Regions from separate parts of the Danio rerio genome. Here region 1 is linked to region 2. A link is a contact called in public Hi-C data. All regions are on one chromosome and are shown on one strand. The core of a region is the stretch at or near the end of the contact, and the rest is flanking DNA. Distances in the headings are between cores, read along the strand shown. Region 1 holds the start of naa80 (N-alpha-acetyltransferase 80, NatH catalytic subunit). Region 2 holds the start of fsbp (fibrinogen silencer binding protein).

Region 1 (4,957 bases), core at 3-2,502, 140 kb before region 2:
AAACAAATGCAGTTATTTCTCTAACTTGCTGCAACAGCTGTCAGTTGTTTTTAACACCCAGTTTTCCTCACCATCATGTCTAAAGTCACTTTCACAGCCAGTAGCTTAATTAATAAAAAGCCAGATGCACATTTTAATTCACAGCGTTCGAGCAACAAACACATTCAATAGGAGTTTCTCATACATAGCACATATTAAAAATATATATCTGCACATGTACAAAAAAAAACATCAAAGGAAGTCAGGAAGCTGTGGGCTGGATGTGTGATTCCTGTGTTACACCACATAGAAGTCATGCTAATGTGAACCGTTTGAATAAAGACAGACATCTAAACTTACATATACAAAAATATATAGCTTTAACATTCATGTTTAGTTTAGACATGCTTTTCTTTAGTCTCTGGGCTGTGTCATTTCACAGGTCAGAAAACACCAAACTCACTAAATTTGGTACAAAACGTTGTGACATTTGAATAACATTTCATACATTAAACATTCAAAAAATGACATTAAAGTTCACCTAAATAAGAAGATTCTGTCAATAATTATTTGAACTCATCCTGTGTGATTTTCTTTCTTTCTTTCTTTCATGGAATGTAGAAGATATTTCGAATAATGTTAAAGCCCGCTGGCTTTCACTATATGGACTAAAGAAGAAAAAAAATTTAAAGAAAAAGAAAAAAAAATGAAAGAAAACAAAAAGTACTTTAGACCATTCTTCAAAACTTCTTCTTTCATGTTCCATGTGATAAAGCTACAGGCTTGGTATGACACAAAGTTAATTAGATGACAGAAGTTTCTTTTTTGAGGGAATTAATCATACTTTTGATGGCAAAAAAATAAAACTAACATTACACTAAACAATGTTAACGGAGACAGCATAGCGACATACAGCAATTTTTATTTTACTATTAAATTAAAAACAAAGAAAAACAAAAAATGCAAATCTTACTAAATCACAATAAACAAAAATAATAAAAATATCTAAAAAATGAATCAAAATAATCGATCTCACCTGCAGAGCTTAGAGACAAAACGGCCAGTTAATGTTTCAAAACTCTTTCTCATGCAACTGAGGCTTAAAATAAGGAAATGCAAGACATGTAAATGATCTCTTTCTCTGTACCGGGTAGCACTGGTCTGGGATTAGCTTAGCCAGTTATCTTGTAGTCGTTACAGACATTTTGATGTGGAGAAGACTGATTCTAGATCAGTAGTAGAAGGAAATGACTATTAACAGCTTTTTGACTTTACTGAGACAAGTGTGAAATGCTGATAGGAAGTATGTGGGCTCCGTGCTATCAATATTTGCAGGACCTAATATAAAATAACTAAAATAATAGTTAAAGATTTTAAATCTGGGGGTTAAGTTTGGAGCTTGTGTTGCATTGAGTTTGTTTCATTCAGACTGCAGGACAAAAATACATTTTCTGAAGCAAATCACAAACATAATTCTGACAATCCCCTTACAAAAACAGCATCAAAAACTTGTTTGTTTTTTTAAGTTACACCAAAGTTAACCACAAATAAACCATGGTTTTACTACTTTAACTATAGTTTATCTATTGTATGTCCAAGTAAATTTATGGCTATACTAACGTTACTGGTAATCGATGTGACGACAAAACATTTACTATAGTTACAGTTTACTATAATAAACCGCGAATCCGCGATTAATTTATTTAAGGTTAAACGGGAGCTAAAGAGAGGTTGATTCCACATTTTTTTTACAATTGAAAAGACATTGTAATCTGTCGTATTATGTTTATAACGTAACTTTCTAAAAGACAGTCTCTTGAAAACGTTATGAACTACATGCCTCAGCACACAAGACCACAACGCGACATTCGACTTCAAAACAAGTCTGATGCGGAGAGATAAATCAACAAACACTCATGATTCTCGTTGGCTGTTGACACATGCTGTGTATTTTGGGTTTAGTTTGAATCTATGTGATACCTACATGCTGGAAACTTTATAGCTGGCACAGCAGCAGCTGTTTTGAATCTCCCTCTTCTTCTGGTGGAGTAGATCAGACAGCGCCTTAGTTTACTTACTGCCACCTACTGGATATCCCGAGAGTTTCACACGATCTAAGTACAGTGTACAATAAGTATACTTATATTCTTTATAACACTTAATGTAGTTACAATAATCCATACGTGTATTATAAAATATTATTTTATTAAAATTAATATTTTACTACAGGCAGGCCTCGACTTTAAGTATTAATTTCTTTGTATGAGTTTGAAATGGACCTAACACAGTGACAAAGCAAGAAGCAAACTATTTGTTTTTACTCCGAGTGAGAAGACAACTCAGAAATGTCTCTGTGGCTCAATACAACCCCTTAGAAAAATTCTACCAAACACTGCAAAACAATTTAATGTTTTATTCTGAGATAACGGTTGGGCAGAACAAATGATCAGTAAAGGTATAGTTCCTTGGTCCCACTTTATTTAAGGTGGCTTTAACTACTATGTAGTTGAATCAAAAATAAATGAATATGAACTAACTGTTCATAATGTATGTTCTGGTGCTTCTGAGGTTGGATAAGGGTAGGGGTTAGGGACAGGTTTATTGCTATGGGTAAAGTTTAAGGGTGTACTGTATAAAATGCAGGCTTCGACACAATTCCTTCATGTTGTCCCAACACAAATTAAGTTAAATTAACCATCTTCATAAATTTAAGTTGACTGAACATAAAAATATCAGTTGTCCCAAAAAAAAAAACTTAATTATGTTGTTTCAACTCATTTTAAACAAGTAGTTTGAACAAGAAGGAAAAAGTTAAGGTGTAAGGATAAAGATAGTGAAGTGTGTAATTTCAGAAATTAATTAGATATAATTACACCCAGGTATTTAATCAATCATAAGTATAAAGTAAAACATGTATTTACAAAATAAGTACGTTGTATAAAAAGATTAAATTTGTTAAAGTATTCTACTTGTTTGGGCATCATTGTGGCGCAGTGTGTAGCACAATCGCCTCACAGCAAGATGGTCGTTGGTTCGAGCCTTGGCTGGGTCAGTTGGCATTTCTGTGTGGAGTTTGCATGCTCTCCCTGTGTTTGCAGGGGTTTCCTCTGGGTGCACAGTCCAAAGACGTGGTAGGTGAATTGGGGTATGCAAAAATTTTCCGTAATGTATGTATGTAAATGAGTGTGTGCAGATGTTTCCCAGTGATGGGTTGCAGCTGGAAGGGCGTCCGCTGCGTAAAACATATGCTGTATAAGTTGGCGGTTCATTCCACTGTGGAAACCCCAGATTAATAAAGGGACAAAGCCGAGAAGAAAATGAATGAATGAATGAATGAATTTTTGATTTATCCAACACTTCTCAGTGTGGGTCAATGGCGCCATAAGGATAGGTCTTCACAGATGTTCCTCAGAACTGTATTTGAGTCTGTTTTGCTTCCAAGATAAAAAGTTGGACTTGGGTAAGTAAAACTCCACTCATTTTCTCCAAAGGAATTTAGTTTTTTTGGACAATAATTGAAGACGGACCTGTTATGAGCTCAATGCTTGTTTAAATGAATATTAAAAAGCTGACATCTGTAAATGAATGCTTTTGTTTATCTCCATTGCTTCCCTCACTGAAGCAACAAGTACAGTCTTGTACCTTTTCCTTTTTGCCTGATTTTCAGATATTTCTTTGCTTCAAACCAAAGTTTGCAATCCTTTGATTTACCCCACAGCTGGTTGATTTATTTCACATTTAATAAACCCTTAACAAAGCTGTTTTTATTTTGCCTAAAAAGTGGATGGCTACTAATGTACCCTAATAGCTCAAACAATAATCACAGGGCTAATTTAGTTAGTCATTTTCTAAATAAATTCATGAATAGAAAATACAGATAGAATTCAAATGGGATCAAAGTTTTAGTTCACCTAAAAGTTATTAATTACTCACCCTCATGTCATTCCAAACCCTGAGAGCTTCATCTTCAGAACACAAATGAAGATATTTTAGGTGAAATCTGAGAACTCCCTCATCCTCCATAAAGAGCAGGGTTCACAATCATTCAAAGTCTAGAATGGCATAAAAAACATCCTCAAAATGGACCACATGCCTTTAGTGGTTCAATCAAAATATTATCATGCTATGAGAACACTTGTGTCCACATAAAACAAAAATAACTTCATTCAACATTTCTTTTCCTCAGTGCAAGCGATAACAAAAATATAAATTTGTATCCCGAAAATCAATAAAGGTCTGGGGTGTTTGGAATAACATCAGGGTCAATTGGCTGAACTAACACTTTAATATCAATAAAGTATGTTTAATACAATATCGTACCCAAAGTCCATCCGAACTCAGTCCTGGAGGGCTGGTGTCTTTGAGTGTTTAGCGACAACCCTAATTAAACACACCTGAACCAGCTAATCAAGTTCTTACTAGATATACTAGAAACTTGCTGGCAGGTGTGTTGAAGAAAGTTGGAGCTAAACTCAGCGGGACCCCTGCCCTACACCAATGGTCTCAAACTTAATTCCTGGAGGGCCGCAGCTCTGTGCAAAGTCTATCTCCAACCAACTCCATCTCACACCTGATTAATAATCTCTAGTTGTCTTGAACACCTTGATTAGTTAAGACAAGCTGTGTTTGATTAGGGTTGGAGCAAAACTGTGCAGAGCTGTGGCCCGCCAGGAATCCAGTTTGAGTCCTATGCCCTACACCAGGGGTGCCCAAACTTGGTCTTGGAGGGCGGTGTCCTCCTGTGTTTAGCTCCAACTTGTTTTCTAGTATCTTTAGTAAGAAACTTGATTAGCTGGTTCAGGTGTGTTTGATTAGGGTTGTCGCTAAACTCTAAAGGACACCTGCCCTTCCAGGACCAAGTTTGGTCACCCCTGCCCTACAACATAGGTCTCAAACTTAATTCCTGGATGGCCTCAGCTTTGCTCCAACCCTAATCAAACACAGCTTATTCAACTAATCAAGGCGTTCAAGACTACAA
Region 2 (4,967 bases), core at 836-3,335:
ATTACACGATCAAATCGATGTTATGATATAATAATAATTAACCTACTAGAGCTGCTGGTCACATGGCAGTTACCAAAGCTACTAAATTTGTTTAAATAATTTGGAATAATATAAAACAGAGCTGTCCAAACTTGGACAAAAGTTGGCCCACGGTAACCTTTGATTTGGCCCTCCATCCCATCTAAGAGGAGAGGTAAAACGATGGGGAATTTTGGGGAGAATGCCAATTTTATTTTTACATAACTTTTGTTTTTGTAACTGTCGAGGTAAAAAAAAGGCAGACTGAAATTAAACGTTTCACATAAAGCTATGAAAAGCTATGAATGAAAGCTATGAATCAGAATTAATTTTAATTAATTAAAAAATATTTAAAGTAATTTGATGGATAGCGGACATTGCAGAAGACATCAGCAAGCCAATTAAGGCAAAATGATTTTTGTGTTATAAATGGGATTGTTTATGTTTTTTATTGTAAGATGTTCATTATAAAATGTACAAAAGTTTATAATTGTTAATGCAATAAAAATATTTTAAATGCAATAAATTATGGAATTAATTAATTTATATAATATAATAATAAATTAGAAAATAACATTGACAACTTCATGGTTTGGTATATTTACCTCTGGCCCACCACTCTCAATCAAGTTTAGTTTTTGGCCCTTCATAAGAAAAGGTTGGGACACCCCTGATATAAAATAATTTGGGGATACTTGGCAAAATTTGTTTTTAATACTGAAAAACAAAAATTAAAAGTTTCATATCTGATATAAATTGCATATTTTCCAATTAGTCTTTTTAATTTTAAACTGCAAGTAGTGTATATATAATTTATTATATGAAAAAAAAATTAAGTTTGAGGTTAATATGTCAGAAAGCTATCTTTCTGTATGATTTTGTTTGAGTGTTGAGGCAAATATTTCTGCTTGAAGTCGTTTCCCATTAATTTTCACTTCGGTCATTTTTTATCACAATTAACAAAAGTGTGATTATTATTTGTTGTTTCAGGAATATTTTAGCTCTTTATGAAGGCCTTTATAAATCAGATTAGGTAAAAAAAAAATAAATTAATGAATGAAAACATGTCAAAAATTGATAACTACATTTTAAATTAATTTATCATAATTGCAAAACAAAATTGAGTATTGTGCATCCTAATGCAAATATTATGTTGGATATTAATTTTATTTTACAGTAATTGAAATAAAACCACAACACCCTTACTTTAAAAATGTATTTCATTATCTTTACTTTAATTATTCTAGATTATTGACACATGATGTGGATTATTAAGATATGTCAAGTAAACAAACTTTCTTAACTGAATAATTAAGCCCAGACTAACATCACCCATTTACAATTAATTCCAGTTTCCTTTATATTACACGTATATCTGTACTTTGAAAATAACGTAAACCATCACTGTCTAAAGTTAGAAACAAATGATAAAGGGTCTTTAGCCAGCTGGTGTGCAATGACTGTTAACTGCAGTAGGATTAAATTCAATTTGAGATACATGATTTTCCAAAAGGCAGTTGCAATAAAATGTGCTTTTATAAACGATTATCGGTTTACTTTTTACAATAATGAACGTCAGTAACTTATCAGCAAGACATATTTACCATAAAGTGGATCTTCCAGCAGTGATTTTACACGTTTCTCGTACAGTTGTAGCAACCAAAATTCAATTAGCTTAAATTTCACAAACCTGTCTCCTGTAGAGATCGTGCCTTTATTTTAAAGACAATAAAAACAAGGTCGTTTATACTGCATCAAGCATGTTTCGTACTGTATGCATGTGTTTTCACTTCCTCGTTGACACCGAGTACCGTCCAATCGCGCTGTTCAATACTACACACACCGAACCACACTGACAACCGATTGGCTGAAACCAGTCCTGCGCTTTCCACTGTGAAAACGCGTAGATTTGTGCAATTTGCCAGATGCACAAACCATATGTATTGAGCAGATCTCATGAGAATGGTATACAAATCATACGAAATGCACAAACCAGTGAATTGCCTTTTTTTACGCCCTGAGCGTCATTTTGCGCATGTGTCTCCGGTCTGTTATTTAAATTTCTTATGGACCGCTTAAACCCAGGGGGTGGGGACAAAGTGTAATATTTTCGGGATAAAATCGACAGCCTGATGATTGCATGTAAGTAGTGTCAATGTGGATAATATAATAACAGTTGTCATACGCTGTGTGTGTGTAAATGCACAATAGCTTAATTAAGGAGAGTGGTCTCGGGATAGTCTTAAACCGCAGCTCGGGTTCACTTCTAGTGCGATGCTCGGGTTTAGCGCTATGGCTAGCATGACCGGCGGACAAATACAGTTATAACAATTAGTACCGTAACAATGAAAATGCTGCACCTGCACCTGTAGGACTTGGCGAGACATGCATTTAATTGCTTGATTTTTTTTTCTTTGTTCATTCTTTAATAACGATGCGATTCACTCTGAGCGAATTGTTCTTTTGAGTCTGACCATTAATGAATCAGTTGAGCTGGTACACAAAACCGAACGATTCCGAACCGAATCGCAGCGAGCCGAGCAAGCATTTGGCCTAAAAAAAAAAAAACTTGTGTTAAAGCAGCCACTAGAATATTTTGTACAAACATTAGTAGCAGCGCAGAGTTTAGTGCAAAAATACAAAGAATTGTCAGCCAAGAGTAGTCTTGTAAATATCTATTATGTTAATTGCAAAAATTACCTTTATGACAATTTATTTAACAAACTTAAAATTAATGTAAACATTTACAATGTATGTAGAAATAAAATTAAAAAGTCTCAAAGGGATATTTAAAAAAAAGAAAATTTACTGGAAATACGCCAGGGCCATCCAAACTCTGTGCTGGAGGGCCGGTGTTTTGCAGAGTTTAGCTCCAACCCTAATCAAACACACCTGGACCAGCCAATCAAGCAGGTGTGTTAAAGCAAGTTGAAGCTAAAGTCAAGACACCGGCCCTTCAGGACCGAGTTTGGACACATCTGTCCAAGGCCATCCAATTGTATAGTGACTAGGCACAGGATGATAACTGGCTAACATTTTCTTTTATACTGTTCCTAAGGTATTTGTAGTTTTTAAAATGTTTTTTATGACTAATTTAGTTTTTGGGCAGCAGTATCTCCAGAAGAAATTAACCCTCCACATCAAAAGCTACTGGTCAGCCTGCAATTCAGGAAATATTTGAGAAACAAATTATAAACTATAACATCCAAACATGCTTTAGACCTGAAAAGTGCAGAGACTTACTTTAAATCCAAAGAAAAGTATATCATCTTTGCTTCAAATTCCAAAAAAAGAATTACCGCTTGTGGTAACCGCTCTTTTAATGCAGTGTCTATGGGACAGGAAATTCAATTTTACTTTATTCTCTCCTCTGGCTGCCAATTCTTTTCCTCTTTTTGAACGTCTTTAAATAGGTATGTAAATTTTTTTTTAGATAGTTAGATATCAAAAGATGCCTTTTAAAGTTGCAAAGAAATCTGTTTTTGAAACTAATGAAGATTTTTATTATGTCGCCTGACATGTTTACTGTTTCAAAATATTGAAAATGTTTCTTAAAATAAAATGTGTTGTGTTCAAAGGGGGGGAAAGTTGTTTGTTTACCCAGACATTTAAAAAAACATAAACAACTCATTTTAGAGCGGTAATCACAATACCAAGAAACTGGGATATTTTTATCCAAGGTTATCATACCGTCAGAATCTTATACCAGCCCATACCTAGTAGTGACTTATTTAATTCAGTCTGTGTAAATAATTCATTACAGTTCAACTATTTATTTTTTTACAACATTATTCCACAGGCTCACCAAATGGTCCTGAATGTGTTTACAAATCTTGTCACATATCTGTAAATAATATTTCGTGGACAGACGGATCGATTTTCTTCATAAGACTTCAGTGTATGTACAGGAACAACTCATTAGTTTAGTTTTGCCTATATATATATATATATATATATATATATATATATATATATATATATTTATATATATTTCTTTGTTTGAGTCCCAAAGTTCTGGTAGCCATTGACTTGCATTTTATAAATGACCAATAATCCAAATGCAATCTCAAACATAACTGTAACTTATAGCGTGGAAAAAAGAATGCTATGGATCCCTTTCACACGCCTGTTATGATGCGTTTAACGGTCATCAGCATCTTAAATCCTTGAAAGTTTTAAAAATTTTGATTTAAAAAAAAAAACATATGAACATTAATGTGTATTTATGTCTGTAGTATATCATCTTTGCTTCAAATTCCAAAAAACGAATTACCGCTTGTGGTAACTGCTCTTTTAATGCAGTGTCTATGGGACAGGAAAGTAAATTTATTTTATTCTCTCCTCTGGCTGCCAATTCTTTTCCTCTTTTTGAACGTCTTTAAATAGGTATGTAAAAAATTTTTTGTTGTACTTTCCCATTTACTGGGCGCTAAGTTTTCCCAACTATGATGACTTCCTCTACTGAGAAACCCGTAAATGTGAAAAGAGTCTACAGTGGCAAGTGTTGACACAAAACATGTGAAATTTGATTGTGTCAGAATGCACAGTGTAACTGTCAACCAAGTGCACCATACATGCGTAAAAACTGAAGCCAAAACTGTTTGAGTGCCCCCCTGGTGGATGGCTGCAGTATAGGTCATAAATCCATATAAACTAATAGAATGTGCACAAAATATTCAATTTTTCAAAAAGATGGTTGTCATCATGCAGATGTATGTTCAAGTGTTTGTTTTTTCTTACATGTTTATTTAATTATTTGTTGCTATAGAAATGGGTCTGTTTGGGTCAGATTCAGTATTATGCAAATATCAAATATCAGATCAATTTTTTTTGTAAAAGATATCGTAATATACTGGCATTAATTTATGTAATCACCAGAGATGGATGTACATCATCCTTCATAAAAATTGTCATCTCAACAAATGTTTAGTGTCAAATGTCACAATGAA

What was found. Hi-C and Micro-C count contacts between places; a contact is called where the count stands out from the background.
Region 1: a contact with region 2 is called in a Hi-C map of hematopoietic stem cells, with 4 times the contacts expected there. The contact joins the promoter of naa80 here to the promoter of fsbp in region 2. A contact is called at or near these places in 3 of 18 Hi-C or Micro-C datasets (caudal fin, hematopoietic stem cells and skeletal muscle).

The regions. Positions count from the first base shown.
Region 1 is chr8:28,269,059-28,274,015 of GRCz12tu, reverse strand. naa80 (N-alpha-acetyltransferase 80, NatH catalytic subunit) reads right to left here and starts at 1,252. Exons shown (of 2, transcript XM_073910438.1): 1 at 1,016-1,252. The coding sequence starts at 1,068. It overlaps hyal3 (hyaluronidase 3), which reads right to left and starts at 1,066. Exons shown (of 4, transcript NM_001128293.1): 1 at 1,016-1,066.
Region 2 is chr8:28,126,386-28,131,352 of GRCz12tu, reverse strand. fsbp (fibrinogen silencer binding protein) reads left to right here and starts at 2,085. Exons shown (of 5, transcript XM_017357477.4): 1 at 2,085-2,160. It overlaps wdr6 (WD repeat domain 6), which reads right to left and starts at 1,812. Exons shown (of 7, transcript NM_001113654.1): 1 at 1,709-1,812.